Regions from separate parts of the Rattus norvegicus genome. Here region 2 is linked to region 1. Evidence: chromatin contacts called from public Hi-C data. All regions are on one chromosome and are shown on one strand. The core of a region is the stretch at or near the end of the contact, and the rest is flanking DNA. Distances in the headings are between cores, read along the strand shown. Region 1 has its middle 500 kb from the start of Mir181a-1. Region 2 has its middle 88 kb from the start of Mir181b1.

Region 1 (3,845 bases), core at 809-3,308:
TTTTAATAATGAATATGAAACATTTTGAAGATAAAACACATTTTTAAAATAAAATTGATCATAAATATAAGTTATCAAAGTGGTGTTAAGGGACACTGAATGCTTGAAGTATAAAATTTCTACCACTTAGAATCTGGCCAAGTAAAGCTCAATGTTTAAGGAGCTAATTGATACTCAGGAAAATGTGAGATAAATTGTGAGAAAGATGTTAATATATCTTCAATTCCTTTTTTAAAATTAATTTTAGTCTGTTTAATTTTTTTTCCTGGAGAAAAATGTGAACTAAAAAAAAAAACAAAAGCTGAGCCTAGTGTGTTAAATGCAAGAGGTTTGCCTGAAGTTAAAGGGTAGCTTGAAGTAAGGAAAAACCAAAGCAAGTAGCAGTGTGGAATGGACCAGTTACATCCATATTGTTCTGTACAACCAGATTATAGTCACAAACCATTGCCTGTGTGGGCTTTACTTTTCATCTATTTCATCTCTGTTGGTGAGTTACATTTAAATATTTCATATTTTGGTGTTGATTCTCATCACCCTTCTTTTAAATTCAAGGATTCATCAAGTATGTCACAATCTCAGTTGCCCGTTTTAATGTTGTAGTCCTAGTTTATTAACCATAACTGAGAGGCCTAAAGTCCTACTGCTGACAGGGTATGGCTTCCTTGGGGGGTCCGTGGCATTGAGTAAGAATCTTTGCCTGAACTCAATTGAATCTGTTGGGACTCTGACGTCTGTATTTTTTGGAGTATGGTCTCATCTGTTTAGCTAACTTCTGTGGATAAAAAGAGGTCATCTGACAGTGGTCACAGAGTTCCAGTACAGTACAAAGATACCTTTAGTTCAGTGCCTAGCAAATGTTTTCCTGCGTTGGTAGAACTGAATGATGTCACTGGGTAGGATTCTGTCGATAGTTATGCTCACTTGTTCTCTCTCAGTGTCTGGCGCTTACAAGTGAAGAACCCCGCCCCTTCCCCACAGGGAGCTTGCAATCTGATTCTGAAAATAATATTCATTCAACAGGGATTAATTTGTGCGTGGCATGAATTCAGCTGGTCAGTGCAATTAGTTTGAGAAGACTAGAAGCCCAGAGTTCTTGCACAATGCTGGCTTTGGAAGAGAGACATTCGAGTAGCATTTGTTTAGTTCAAGTGCTTGCATGTGTAGTATTTCACTGAAACTCCCCATCCTCTCTGCTATAATTGCACTTAATCCCCTTTGAAAATCTAGCTGCCGAGGAATGCACACAGTTTTTCTAGGACCACCCAGCGGGGGAGTTAGGGTATAAATAAGCGCTCTAACTAAATCCCCTCATCTGTCGTATCAAAGTTCCTCCACTCCACCACCGTTCTGCAATACGGAAGGCAATGCCCAGTATGTTACAAACAAAGTTTTAATTCACAAACTGTTTACATTAGTATAAAAAGAATTCTTTGTAACAGTGATTTTTAAACGTTAAAGCATACCACTCTCACAGTAAGAGACTGGAGGCTTGATAACACTAGTGAGTCCCTACAGTCTTCCCGGGACCCTAGGTCGGAGAGGTCCTGTCTGTGTCTACACTACTTCCGCTTGTCTACAGCATTGCCCACATGCTCGCGACAGTCACAGCAACTCAATAGAAACCACTCCTCACTGGAGTGTCCTTCTTAAAGAGTTAAAGTAAATAATCAGAAGCACTTTTCATTTTATCTCGTCGAAACCATCAGAAATGCCTTGGAGAAATGGAAAGAAACCAGTCCAGTCTTCAATTGAGTACTGTTGAAATTTTCCCTTAAAAGGCCTCTATGCTAGTATACCACACAGCATGTTCAAAATAGTCGCAGAAGAACAGCTGGACTGATCAGGCACAGATTTTGAAAGTAGATGAAGCAGCAGTATTGTGTCATCAAATCTCCCAGCCCTCAGGCAAATGATAAGGCATGTTCTCTTTCTTATTTCTCCTTTGCAGGTGCAATCATTTACAACTAAATGGCAGGACTGTCTCTCACACAAGCAGTTAATATACTCTAGAGTTTTCCCAGGAACCAGATGGCATGCATTTCATACCAAGCTTGTTGAAATAAGAGCTAAAATCATCTGCCAATAAGTTGCATGGAAGTTTTCCACAGTCTCCTTAGGTGACCCCATGTAAAATTTTGAAGTTTTTGAGGTCAGGAAGCTTATAAATATTCAGTTCTTGGTGACTCATTTCCAGGGCTGTGGTGGAGTAATTATAGAATAATTCTAGTTAGCCATCAATGAAAATATTCTGACTTCAGCTCATGCTAAAATGCCTTCCCCCCCCCCCATTATCTCTCCTTTGTTTTTGAATGTCTTCCTAACTCAGACTGCCACCTAATGAGAAGGAGATGAATCAGACGAGCTAGAGGCAATGCTATTTTCTTTTGCTGTGAACACTATCGAGGTGAGGTCAAAACTTTAGAGGGTATATGAACATGTAGAAATTATACTTTGAAAATTCATTATTTTGCCCCAAACAATATCTGTAATTAATACTCTAATTCTCCTTGGAATGAAATCCTAAACCCTATACTCCTTGGTAGTGAGGTAGAGGCATGTGACATGGGCTTGCCCAATCCAGGTGCCTCACAGGAATATTTATCAATGCTCACACCTCCCACTCAGCTCAGCCAGTGGGACTGAAACACAACTGTGGCATTCTCATTGAAAGTCTTCAAAATAAATGTCCTTTTCCTTAGAGGGTGTGAACATGGAGATGCAGAGTACATCATGTTAAGGGGGCATTTTTGAGGATAAAGATAGGAGTGGAAGACCTTAAAAGTGGGAAAAGGAGAAAATGGGTAGTGTGGCTAAGGGAGAGTGATCTTTGAATCTGTCTTCCTCGTAATTTCATTCTGAACTAAAGTTCTTATTGTAGCCATTGTCGTTGTTATTCTAAGAACAATACATCCCTTATTGGATGGAGTTACTATGGTTTTTTTTGGCTATTCCAAGATTAAAAATATATATAGTAAGTTATATATTACATAAGAATATTATGATATATATAATTTGTACTATCAATTATTATGGAAAAAACTATATTGTGCATGGATGAAACATCTCTATGGAGATTTTATACCCAACTGTTGGAATAGTATTAATTTTCTTGGAAATATGAGTCAAAATTCTTATTCCATCTAAATACACAGACATGGATGGATGGCTTTTCCAGCCGCACACAAGGAGACAGAGTGATGAAAATGTGTGAGGCTGGATGAAGGAAATGCTTCATGAGTTGTTCATTTGGAAACAGTCATACTTGTGGATAGCACGAGCATGTGCAACAGGGTTGTGTTCTCCCCATATGTGAAGGAAAGCACGTAATTTATTTCCTTCTAAGAGAAGAAAGAGAGTAAAACACTGTGTCAGATGCCATGTAGACTTAGGCTTCCCTTTGTCATTCTGAGTTCAGCTTTCAACTTCATTTGTTCAAAATAGCTCTGGATGGATTTATGAGGTGTCACCTGGTCTCTCTTGTCCATATCTCAAAGTGACTGTGGCAGACTTCCTTAGTACACCACTGTTCTTCCACCTCTACACATTCTCAAACACACACACACACACACACACACACACACACACATGCACAGACAGACACACACACATAGAAAGACATACACAGACACACACACATGTAGAAAGACAGACACAGACACACATACACACACACAGAGAGAAAGACATATACACACAGACACAGACACACACACACACACATAGAAAGAAAGATATACACACAGACACAGACACACATACACACAGAGACACATACACACCCATATATATATAGACATACACACACAGAGACACACATACACACATACATAGAAAGATATACACAT
Region 2 (3,845 bases), core at 819-3,318, 580 kb before region 1:
TTGTGTAGTCTCCACGAGCTTTGGGGAGTCTGGTTGGTTGATGTTGTTCTTCCTATAGGGTTGCAAGCCCCTTCAGCTCCTTCAATCTTTTCTCTAACTTCTCCATTGGGGTCCCCATGCTCATTCTGATGGTTGACTGCAAGCATTCTCATCTGTAGCAGGAAGGCTCTGGCAGACCCTCTCAGGAGACATCCATATCAGGCTCCTGTCAGTAAGCACTTCTTCTCAGCAATAGAGACTGGGTTTGGTGGTTGTATATGGGATGGAGGCCCAGGTGGGGCAGTCTCTGGATGGCCTTTCCTTCAGTCTCTGCTCCATTTTGTCTTTCCTCCTGTAAGTATCTTGTTCCCCCTTCTGAGAAGGACTGAAGCATCCACATTTTTGTCTTCCTTCTTCTTAAACTTCATGTGGTCCTGAATTGTATCTTGGGTATTTCAAGCTTTTGGGCTAATATTCAATTATCAGTGAGCGTATACCATAAAGACCTCATAAAATTGAAAAGCTTCTGTAAGGCAAAGGTCACTGTCAATAAGTCAAAACGGCAACCAACAGATTGGGAAAAGGTCTTTACCAATCCTATACCAGATAAAGTGCTACTATCTAATACATACAAAGAACTCAAGAAGATAGACTCCAGAGAATCAAATAACCCTATTAAAAATGGGGTACAGAGCTAAACAAAGAATTCTCAGCTGAGGAATATCGAATGACCGAGAAGTACCTAAAGAAATGTTCACCATCCTTAGTCATCAAGGAACTGCAAATCAAAACAACCCTGAGATTGATTTGACAATCAGTCAGAATGGCTAAGATCAAAAACTCAGGTGACAACAGATGCTGGCGAGGGTATGGAGAAAGAGGAACACTCCTCCATTGTTGGTGGGATTGCAAGCTGGTACCACCACTCTAGAAATCAGTCTGGTGTTTCCTCAGAAAATTGAATATAGTGCTACCTGAGGACCCAGCTATACCTCTCCTGGGCATATACCCAAAAGACGCTTCAACATTTAACAAGCACACATGCTCCACTATGTTCATAGCAGCCTTATTTATAATAGCCAGAAGCTGGAAAGAACCCACATGTCCTTCAATAGAGGAATGGATACCGAAAATGTGGGACATCTACACAATGAAATACTACTCAGCTATTAAATTTCTTCAATGATTTGATGAAATTCTTAGGCAAATGGATGGAATTTTATGACCTTCTAAGCCCCAGTTTTCTTATGGAACTTAGAACTCATGAGAGTTGTTACTTCTAAGGGCTGGAACAAAACCTGTCTGGGATAATGCACAAAATATATTACAAAATTATTGACTAAAGGGTCAAGAAAACCAATTGCCACACAAACATTAGCACCGGCATATGGATTTTTGAGATACCCATAACAAGGCAAGGATGGTATAATCCTTGCCGAGGTGAGACGGGAGGCAGCAAGAAGCAGGTTCCTGTAGCTAACTAACTTATTAGGTAAAGGTTTGGGGACTTGCGAACTCTTACAAACAAAAGTTGGAAGATGCCTGAAACATGGCATCTGAAGTGTCCTTCTGACCTCTGCAAGAACATGCAGACATACGCAAAGTACTCAGACAACAATATGTGCACATGTGTACACACCTACACACACAACAGTATTAACAAGAACAATAAAAAGAATGATTTATGACAGTAAAATTCTTATGAGTGCATCTTATGTTTCGTTATCTTTACCTAATATCTTGTAACCCTGGTAATATGATTTAGACTTTGGTACCAATAAGAGCTGTGTAGAACTGGGCTTCAAATGCAGTCTTAGGTGCCTTACCTACTAACTCAGCTTAACCACAGTCTGAGAAGAATTTATGTTGTCAGAACCGAACCTACTTGCTCTTTTGTCTCTATTCCCATCCACCTGGCCTTGGCTGGGCCCTTTGATCTCTGTATAGGCACAGGCTTAGCTCTCATTGTCTGGTTCCCAGACAAATCCCCACTTCAGAGAGGAAGTTTCAAAGCAGACTCAGCTTCTCCATCCTTCAAGGCAGGATACTGAGTCACACTTCCTGTTACTGTTAAGTCACGACAAAGAGTTCCAGCCCTGACCACAGACTCCTGTCTTATTCACAAGGAATCCCCCAAGGTGGCCTCATGAAGGAGACGAGACTGCCTTGCCGATACTGGCTCCTGTGTCTGCTGATCACTCCCTCAGTCATGTTTCTGCTTATGTTTTTCTGGTCTTTTGTATCCGGCCGTTCAGAAACATAGGCACTGTTTACCTATTTTATTCTATAGACAACCCCTCCAATATTTATTATATTCCTAGTGGAATCTTGTCTTTAAATTGGGAAGAGAATTTAGAGCACTTACAATGTGCCACAGGTCACACAAACATTTACATTGATAACGACAGTCCATGTGTTTTGCATTTACTACTTCTTGGTGTGTCTGAATTAACTACAGGATTTCTTTACCTCGGCAATGTTTCAGCAAGTGAGAGAAAAGTAGGAGAGAAACACGGCTCTCCCTTCTTTTTGCGGTATGATATAGATGATACACTCTTAAAGACACCCACTCCTTACCTCTCTACTTATGCCATTGGTCAGAACTTACAATATGGCCACATTGTACAATTTGGCTACAAGAAAGGCTGGAACAGTGGTGATCTAGTAAATATCAAAAATTCCATCATTGTAGAAGACAAACATAGAAATGGAGGATAAGCACTTTTTACCACAGTGTTTCAAGATGGTTTTCATGACTATTAGCTACATTAAAAAAGCGTGGGTTTGGGTTGGAACGATGGTGCAGTGGTTAGGTGCAGTCCTCTTGCTGGGGTTATAAGCTCACTTTCCAGTATCCAGTTCAGGCTGCTTACAACTCACTGTGGCTCTGACACCTTTTGCTGATTTCAGAGGGCACCTAGACACATACCACAAATAGACATGTAGACACACACACACACACACACACACACACACACACACACGCACGCACACTATACACATGTATAAATACAAATAAATATATACTTTTTACAAGTAAGAGTCTTTGTGAATGTCAGAAATAAGTTCTAAACTGACCTTCCTGACCTATTTTTAAGGAAACCCTTGGACCCCACAGGTCAGGGTGTTGTACCAGCATTTTGAACACGTTCTACATTGCAGCAGGCCCAACAGACACACTGAGTCTCCATGGGGGCCCGCACGGGGCTTCACGTAACTGAGGCTTTGGTTTGCGCTGCTGCGTAAATCACAAAGTGATCTCACAAATTATGAATTCGGCAGACCTGACCGTGAGCTGTCCTGTAATTTAGTTTTACCTTCATGTTGTTTGCCTTTCTAAAGGTTGAGGCTCAACAACAAGAACAGAGCTTTCTTATCTGCCGTGGAGCCTCCCCTCAGTGCAGCCACCAAAAGCAGGCTGCAGATTATAGCTCCTATCAAAGAGCCTTGGATTTGAGGACTGTGCCTGTCAGGTATTATGCTAATCTGCTTTGACAAAGCCCAATTTTACATCCGGTCTTCACTTTTCACATCTGCAGAACTAACAGGAAGGAGAAACAGTCTCTAAATCCCACAGACTGCAGCAGCAGTAGCTCTCTCTGCATCTTGCCTTTCACAGCCACTGTATACAAGTCAGGATGGGAAGCCGGGATCCCTCTCGGGGATCTGAATAATCTTCTGTGGATTGCCCAGCAGCCAGCCCCAGCCTGGCACCCTTGGTTTAGCTGAGGTCCAGGCATAACAGGTCCACCCTGCTGTCTCAGACCAGGCACACTGAAGAGGACGTATGTGGGTGTTTACACAGGACCAGTTAGCTTGGGCTTGGCTTAAACTATACTTGGCTTCTCACTTCTTTGAGAACTGGA

Evidence for each region. Hi-C and Micro-C count contacts between places; a contact is called where the count stands out from the background.
Region 2: a Hi-C map of psoas muscle shows a contact between it and region 1, with 2.2 times the contacts expected there. The contact joins two enhancer-like sites. A contact is called at or near these places in 3 of 12 Hi-C or Micro-C datasets (the A7r5 cell line, the Rat2 cell line and psoas muscle).

Annotation. Positions count from the first base shown.
Region 1 is chr13:51,539,379-51,543,223 of GRCr8, reverse strand. No RefSeq gene overlaps it. Among named protein-coding and RNA genes, the nearest start is that of Mir181a-1, 500 kb to the left of the region's middle. Within about 2 kb of position 2,058, at least 6 of the 93 cell types and tissues checked have an H3K27ac peak or open chromatin away from gene starts, as enhancers often do.
Region 2 is chr13:52,122,859-52,126,703 of GRCr8, reverse strand. No RefSeq gene overlaps it. Among named protein-coding and RNA genes, the nearest start is that of Mir181b1, 88 kb to the right of the region's middle. Within about 2 kb of position 2,068, at least 4 of the 93 cell types and tissues checked have an H3K27ac peak or open chromatin away from gene starts, as enhancers often do.